Linked DNA regions of Sander lucioperca: region 1 is linked to region 2. The links are chromatin contacts, called in public Hi-C maps. All regions are on one chromosome and are shown on one strand. Each heading gives the region's core, a stretch centred on a gene start, on an enhancer-like site or on the middle of the called end of the contact. The rest is flanking DNA. Distances are from core to core; before and after follow the strand shown. Region 1 holds the start of rbm8a (RNA-binding protein 8A). Region 2 holds the start of smg5 (protein SMG5).

Region 1 (4,421 bases), core at 617-3,116, 130 kb before region 2:
ACAACAGAGAAAGTAACAACTTGATAAATAGCAGAGGCACTTTAGGGTGACAAATGTGTAGCTTAGACTTTATTCTATTTGCTTACATTCAAAACTGAATTACATCTAAAATATGAACTGCAAAACTTACATCTCTGAGGGCCTGGCTCGTCCCCATCTTGCTCCACAGTATCATAGTCCTCTTTGATTCTGGACCTGGCTCCTTCCTCTGGTAACAGCAAAACAGAAACATGTTAAACACTGCTGACTAGCCTAAGAAACTATATTTAAAAGCTGCAGTAGGAGATTACATAAACCATTGTAACCAACACAGTGGTAACTCACCTGAACCAAAGCCTCGTCCTTTCCTCTTCTTAGCTTTCTCCTTCAACTTGTGGATGCTCTCTGAGAAAGAAAGGTTGAACAAGTCAAAATCTATGCATGCTGCTTACTTGCCATTTCTCCACAAGGTCCAGACCACTGAAAACACTCACCTCTTCCTCTTCACTCTCTCTGCTGGACTGATTATATAGCTACCTCGTCGTACTGGTAATATGTTCTTTTTATATACTGTATTGTACTATTCTATATGATACCATATTACACTATATATTAATATTCTGTTATATTGATGCACTATACTCTATTATATACTGTTACATTGTTGTACTACATATTAGATTATATAATGTCAGTTTCTATAACACTACTGCACCTGAAACGATGTCACATTTCCCTCAACATTTCATAATTAACCATATTATATTTACTATGTCATTATGAAGTCAAATGTCCTTCAGCAAGACACTGAACCCCAAGTTGTTCCCCAGACGATATGTAGCTGCCCACTGCTCCTAATGCTAGGACGGGTTAAATGCTCTATATAGTTCAGTTTCTATGTTTCCATTATTTTCTATTTTTGTTTATGCAACGTTACCTCTAATTATTTATTCCTGTTACTTTCTATCTGTATTTATCTATGTTGTTTCTGTTGAAATGCTGCAACAACCGAAATCCCCGCTGGGGATGAATAAAGGTTAATCTTTTTTGTTCTGATCTCAGAGTTAGCAAACAAACTTAGCTAGCTAGTTAACTAAGTTACTACTTTTATGTAACGTTGCTTCAAACTCTGCGGATATATGTTCTGTAGTTAACGCTATAGTACAAAACATAAATTATGGATGTAAATACGTATAATCTAGCTAAGTTCTATGCAAAGTTATCAACCGATAACGTTAGCTTTAGAAGACTCAACTGGCTAATGTTGGCGTGCTAGCAGTGGTTAATAACAGTGTGATAAAGTGATATCTTAGAGCAATGTAGCTAAACCACGCTGTTAAGCTAGGAAACACATATCAAAAAAACTGTTTGGTAAAAAAATTGACCTTTATAGTTCGCAATTACCACGACCATGCTATCTTACAAAGACCTTTGAATGAACCACCAGTGCGTTGTTAGCTTCATATTAGCTTGTTAGCATTTTGGGGCCTGCTACCACGCAGTCAGAGTTCGTAGCATTTAGCTACAGCCACGACCATTTTAATGTAGACCTCAACGTTTACATATCATTTGAACGCCGGAGTTATGGAGCATCTGCCACCAGTGGTTGGGTTTAAATATTAATATTACCATCACCATCCTCATCCATAGGAAAGTCCTCGCCTCCCGCTTCATGAAGATCCAACACGTCCGCCATGATGTCTGTGTGTGTACGACTGCGGCGGCTGAACGACGCAACCAACGTGCGTACGCAAAAAGAGGCAACAGGTTGGCGGATGTTGCCAGGTTAGGTAAAAGTAAGTAACTCATCAGTAAATATTACTGTAAATCACATGTATCCTCTGTTTCAGTTTATTTGCTTACTAAACCCACAACATCACAGTCAATAGTCAACCTGAATACATCTGCAAGTCGCATTTTTTTCTTCTTCTTCCTAACAACCAGTTAGCCTTCACATTGTCTGGATTAGGCCTATTAATTGTTAACAATAACAAATAGGGCTGCTGGAAAGGCTTCTGTATTGTGCTAAAAAGCAAAAGTGGAATGTTACTAGTACATGTATTTATTATTTTTCACAATATTCCCCGGGTGGAAATTATGTTCACTTTATCACAACACATGAAACTAGGTTCACTTGTACAGTTTGGGGCTCTGTGAACATTTTTAGAAACGGAGACATCGCAAAAACTCTTCTGACGGCCATTTCACTTTCCGCCATAAGTGAATTATGTATTTTGTAACATATCTCCTGAACCAAACATGATGACATTAGGTGATGTGTAGGCCTACCACTTTGTTTTGATGGTTAAGGATTACAATGATGTTGAATGTATGATGCATTTCGGACTGGGCAATATCTCAATAAAGGCTATGCTATATGAGACTCGATATCGCCTCAAATTTTGGATATCGTAATATGACACAAATGTTGTAGCTTCCTGGTTTTAAAAGTTGCATTATAGTAAAGTGATGTAATTTTCTGAACTTACCAGACTGTTCTAGCTGTTCTATTATTTGCCTTTACCCACTCATTATATCCACATTACTGTTGATTATTTATCAAAAATCTCATAGCCAATAGTCAGCCTGATACATTATCGCCGCAATATCGACATTGATGTTGTTGGTCAAAAATATTGTGATGTTTGATTTTCTCCATATCGCCCAGCTTAAGTTGCATCCAATATGACATTAACAACTTAGCTTGTGCGAAACACTTATATGTTTGTTTTGTTGTTTTGTTTTTCCACAGTGTTATCAGACACTTAGAATATTAATATCTGAGCCTGTCAGTGTCAAAACGAGCACTTTTGTGAAGGTAAATACAAGCTGCCGACTGCAGCGATCTTGCTTAATACTGGACCAATGTCAAAGGTTGTTATTCACATCAGTCACTTAGACACAAAAACATAGGAAAATAGGGTCCATGTTGAAAAAAAATGGTAGTTAGCTTTTAAGGCAGTGAACGTCACAGATTTAAATGGGCAAAATTTGGTTCAAACACAGGGTGGCAGGGCTCCCTTTCTATTTAACAATTTCAGAAGACTGCTCTTACAATGCCATCTTGTGGCAAATGTCAGCAGGGCCACAGCTCAAAGCTTTACCAGAGGAATCTTCAGAGCTTTTATAGGGGAAAGGACCAATGGCCATTGCAATCCACAACCACATTATAAACAACAACATCGATTGATAGACAAATGAGAGAGATAGAGAGAGAGATTTGGCTTTATATTTCCCATACAAAAAAAATGATATAATTAATATAAATCCATCAAAATATTGTGTCAATGTTCATATAACTGTTTATTGTGTTTTGTATAATGCAATGGCAAGATTGTTATTGAAACTTTCATGCTAATAAAGCCCCTTTGAATTGAATTTAATTGAATTTAAGAGAGAGAGAGAGAGAGAGAGAGAGAGAGAGAGAGAGAGAGAGAGAGAGAGGGTTCACTAAAGTTCAACTGGCGTGAACTCTGTGTAGATAAGCATTAGTTAAAGATAACCCAACACCAAAGATAGCCATTTAAAATATGTTCTTTCTTATACAGTAAGTCTACAGTTTGATAGTCCTAAGTCTGGTATTTCAAGTAATTTGTTAAGTGTCACAAAAGCACAAAACTATAAAATAACAGGCCTAAAGTCAGGGTAGTGCATGCTAAGGACAGATAATAGCTGATCTGAACTTTAATCTCATGGATTTGGAACTAGCATGTAATGTCCACATCACCTCTGTACCAATATGTAGCTATACTAGTCCATAGTACCATCCACGATCTGACATGAATCCATTGCAGAACATTCATAATATCTCTCTAAATCAATATTCATTTGGAATGGACACTCAGATGTATTTATCCAGTTTAAATTCAGCATCTATCATTCAGTTATTTCTTTTTACCTAAATGCTCCTATCAAACCAAGCATGCTGGCTTTAGCCAGCTGAAGCTGTTGCAGCAACATTTTCATTGTTTGAATATGCTTTGGAAAGACAGAATCCAAGATGGCACACAAAGCCGTGTTAAGCACTTAATATAGTAAGTCAAATGATTGTAAGACAAGTAAGACCATTTACACATCTGCTAAAGAAATTACACTTTCTTTATTACCCCTTTATTCATTGTTCCCAAACAAGGGGGTGTGGTACAATCAATATAAGTTATAAGTAAGTAGATAAGTAGGTTGCCATATAGTGACGTAATTGCAGACACGACACACTTTCCTACAGCTGTTACAATGTAAAAGTGAAGAACACAACACAAAATATAGTATATTTAAACAGAAATATACCAAAGGGATTACATTACATTATTACACTACATAATTTCCCCCATTGGGGATTAATAAAGAGTATAAATAAATAAAATAATAAATGTTACATAAAAGAATGTTAATCATTTGATGATTTGTAGACACATCTAGGCAGTAATTGTATTGGTTTGAAA
Region 2 (4,555 bases), core at 888-3,387:
CTCACATGGTCTGTGTAAACTGATTCAGAAGTCAGAGTTGTGCACCAGAGTATTGTGATGAAATCTCAGTCCCCACTTTATGTGTGCAGTTAATGACAAGATTATGTTACTGTACTTAGTCAAGTACATGCAGTGTTTCTCATTATCTCCTCTTTGAAGAAATCATTCTCTCTCGCTTGGTTCTTCTATTCTTCAATGCCAAAGAGGATAATATAATACTCAACAGTAATATGAACCTCACCTTGCACCAACGTGCCAAATTATCCCATTTGCAAGTGAAGTACAATATATAACTACGGCTCTTATCCTATTATGTCTTGGGGGAACTGATCACTTGTGGGTACCTCTGAATACAGGTGTAAAATGATACCAAAATATGTGCAATATAATCTGATCACTTGTGCCACCATTGTGTCAAGGATGCATATGCCCTAGTATTGTAGTGTAAATGCACATGCAACAAATACTTAATCTAACAATTATTTTCTTTATTAATTGATGTCAGAAAATAGTGAAAAATGGCCATTATAATTTCTCAGAGCCAAAGACGATGTTTCTAAATGTCTTATATGTCAGACCAACAGTGCAAAACCCAAAGATATTTTAATATACTATCGTATATGACAAAGAAAAGCAGCTAGAACTAGCAAACGTTTAACATCTTTAATTAAAAAAAACAGACCACAATGAAGGCCGATCTAGTCAACTTTTTAGAGTGCATGTTGGTTCCCAAGGCATTCACTGGGCGAAACAAGATACCATCTCCTCTGTCTCCCTGTCTGTGTGGCCACACGGTCCAGTAGTCTCTTTTTCACATTTACCTTTAACTTCCACTTTTTGAGGTTTTGGTTCATTGTATCCAGTATGAAAATAACAACTTGGATCCTGTTCACAGGTTGTATGACTAAGCATAAATTAGTACGTTTATCTTTTTTGTTTAGTCTTGCAGAGATCACAATTTCTCACAGATCAAATGGTAATACTGAAGCATAAGTGGTCAGATTTGATACATAAGACATGTTTCTAATGCTAATGGGTTAGGGTTAGCTAGGGTCAGCTAAATGAACTAGAGGTGAGCCACCGGTTTAAACAGGAACATTCATAATTATGTTCAGAACAACTGGCCAGATGTTTAAGTTACACTCCTGCCTCCTTCCACAAACATTGCTGAGACAGCTGGACATACTTGTTGCGAAGGCTGATGTTCTCCGGCTTGAAGACCTCTCTGTAGGATGCTTTGCTGGCGATGATGACATCCAGCTTGTGCACAGATTCCACCACAGCCCTGGGTAGCGTTGGGCAAGAGAAAGCATTAGTTAGTTAGCATAATGACAAGGTTAACGCTGTGATCTAAACAATACTGCGGGCTATCATGCTAGCAACCATCCTGTTTCATTTCTTTGTAATAAGCGCAGTAACGAAATGCAGCTTAATCATTTACCAAAGCTGCACAAAGCATGATGACTGCCCGGTCAGATTTATCTGATGATAGAGTTAACGTTACACTGGCTGAGAATGCGGGGATGTTGGGCTACTCATTGTCGTGACAGGTTACTGAATGGAGGAAAAGATGTACCCTTTCTTGTGGTAGCAAACATTGATTGGCTAGCTCTAAGTTAGCCAGCACAATAACGTTCAATTAGCACCTTGGTTAGCAACGCAAAACGGCCTTACAACTTACCTGTAAAGCCGCTTGATGAGAAGGACTTTCGCCTCTGGCTCACTGTCCTGCACCGGTCCACTCATATTAGTGCCTAATCAGTTATTTGATCACACGCTCCAGCGTTTGGTCACCGCTTCCTTCAGCCCTCCCGACACGCAGTTGTCAGGGCTACTCGGGTTTGTTCCCCGGCAGTGACAACCGTGTTGATAGCCAGCTAGCGCTAGCTATCAAGATAACGTTAGCTTTCCTCCCCTTCCCTCCGAGTCTCTTTCGTTTCTTGTGTCCTTTGGCAAGACCCCCTCTACCCATCCGTTCTGAAACCCGGGTAGGAGGGGGTGCCCTATAATTTAGGCTCTTCCTGGTCAGCTAAAACGCTCTGATGTGCCTCTTGTGTTGTTCCCTATTCCAGCCATTGCTACGAAGGCGGCCATTATTTCTATCAGGCAGCGACCGCCTGAATACCGCGAGAGTACAGAACACATTCACCAGATTAAATGAAGGGTTGCCAGGTTGTCTACAGATCCCTCACTTTCGAAAATCTTGATGAAAACATTTACTTTGCTAGTGGAAATTATGCATTGTTTTACTTAAAATACCAAAGTGCTCATTGTGCAGAATGAACAATTTCAGATTATGAATCACTGGATTATAATTATTGATGTATTAATGTGTACACAACATTAATGTTGCAGCTGTGAAAGATGGGACTAATTATAATTTCTTGATATTGCTGGGTAGCCTCGCCTATAATAATATATCATAATTTATTAGATGGTTTGTATTTGTATTAATAATCCAAATCTACAAAGTAACTACATCTGTCAAATAAATGTAGTGCAGTAAAATGTATAATATTTGCCTCCAAATCTACCATTTAGTGGAATACAAGTAGACTATAAAGTAACAGTTACTTCACCACTGCATGTTTGTCTGAAATCCAGTGGTGGAATGTAATAAGTACATTTACTCAAGCACTGTAGTTAGGTACAATTTTAAGGTACTTTTACTTTACTTGAGTATTTTGATTGTATGCTACTTTATACACTCTACTCCAGTATTTCATATACTCCACTACATTTCTCTGATAGCTGAAGTTGTTACTTAACAGATTGAGATTTTACAAACATATGATTAATTTATAAAATATGAGTGTGCTTAAGATTAAAAGATCCAAAAGTATATAAAATACTTAATAATTTGATACCTCTTAAAGGGACCATTTTGCCCAACAAGCACTTTTACTATAATACTTTCAGTATGCTTACATTTTGCCTGAATACTTTTATATTTTTATATATGTATATGCAAATTACATTACAGTTGTGTCACAAACAACATCAGTTCTCTTCAGTTCCCAATTTTCATCCATACGTCCATCATTTGCATCATTCCTTGTCTTTTTTCCTTACAAAGGAAGTTGATGAAAAAAACTGTTGCTACTGAAGACAGAATTATGTAGTTACAATAACCCTAACCCAAACACTTCTTTTAACCTAACCCTAACCTTAACCTTTCATAGCTAGCTAGCTGCTAACTTAAATGATGGCGCTTGCGCAATATGTCAGTTTTGTTCAGTAACTACATTTTTTTTTAAAGATTATTTTTGGGCTTTTTCTGCCTTTATTTTGACAGGACAGCTAGGTGAGAAATGGGAGAAGACATGCAGGAAATTGTCACAGGTCAGATTCGAACCCTGGATCTCTGCGTCAAGGCATAAACCTCTCCTCTCAGTATATGTGCGCCTGCTCTACCCACTGAGCCAACCCAGCCACTCGGTAACTAGGTTAATAGAAATGCAGTCCTAGGACTGCGTCTTCAAACTGCAGCTTACTCTATTGCAGGATGGCATAGTGACCATAGCCACTATAAACTCTGTTGTTGTAATTCCTCCTGCTACCAATAGAGGTCTATAAAGATCACACATCATTTTACATCCCCATAAATGCAATATTAAGGTGACAGAGAAATGGCATTTTGAGAGACACTTGCTTCCTAAATTTAACACATTTCCATGTATTTCCTGACTGTGGAAACAGGGTACTGGTATGGCAGATGATGATGGAGGGGATCACTGAAATATGTAAGTCAATGGGTAGAGTTAGGGAGAAAAATATAGTTCTATAAATATGCTTATTCACAGTGTAATGGTTTTGTTGGAATTATGTAATGTAATGCTGTTTTCCAGGAGGTAAAAGTGATGTAATTCTGATATAAATGCATACAAAATGAAAACCTTATTGGTCATTTCATTGTGACAATAATATTCTCCAGAGTTTAACCTGGCAGAATAATTACATGAATGTATTTGATGCTCGGGTCTGGAGCAGGTTAAGGTGGAACTCGCAGCTCTGTTTGTTGTTTTTACACAGCATGAACTGTCTATTGCTCCTCCAATGTGCAATTTGTGTGCTCTGTCCAAACTCAGAAGTTGCCAACCCACTAAGGAACTGCAGGCGATTAAGTGTAGGAGGATGAGGATAATTACAAGCTTGCTATAATCAGTCCAGTTCCCAGATCCTGCCTGCCATCCTCATTCTCAGCACCTTAGCTGGAGAGAGTGTGAGGAAAAAATCTGCTCTGCTCACCACAAGCTTGTAAGTCCAGAAAATGAATCTTTCTATTGCAAACATTGGAAGAGCAGATCAATAACTTGAATTTAGTTTTCAGATATAAAGTGTAGAATTTTTTACTTGATTGAAGATTTTGTTTCTTTACAAACCTTGCATGCCGTGAGTATATCCATACAGTAGTGCTGAAACAATTAGTCAATTAATCAATTAGTTGATCGTCTGAAGGTTAAATGACAACAATCTTTCAGTCATTTATCAAGCAAAATACCAAACCTTTGCTGGTACCAACCCTTTCAAATGTGAGCATTTTCGGCTCTCTGTT

Evidence for each region. Hi-C and Micro-C count contacts between places; a contact is called where the count stands out from the background.
Region 1: a Hi-C map of muscle shows a contact between it and region 2, with 6 times the contacts expected there. The contact joins the promoter of rbm8a here to the promoter of smg5 in region 2. A contact is called at or near these places in 2 of 2 Hi-C or Micro-C datasets (liver and muscle).

What each region holds. Positions count from the first base shown.
Region 1 is chr10:13,950,379-13,954,799 of SLUC_FBN_1.2, reverse strand. rbm8a (RNA-binding protein 8A) reads right to left here and starts at 1,866. Exons shown (of 6, transcript XM_031279564.2): 1 at 1,615-1,866; 2 at 325-384; 3 at 131-208. The coding sequence starts at 1,675.
Region 2 is chr10:13,819,373-13,823,927 of SLUC_FBN_1.2, reverse strand. It overlaps smg5 (protein SMG5), which reads right to left and starts at 2,137. Exons shown (of 22, transcript XM_031279467.2): 1 at 1,682-2,137; 2 at 1,187-1,285. The coding sequence starts at 1,746.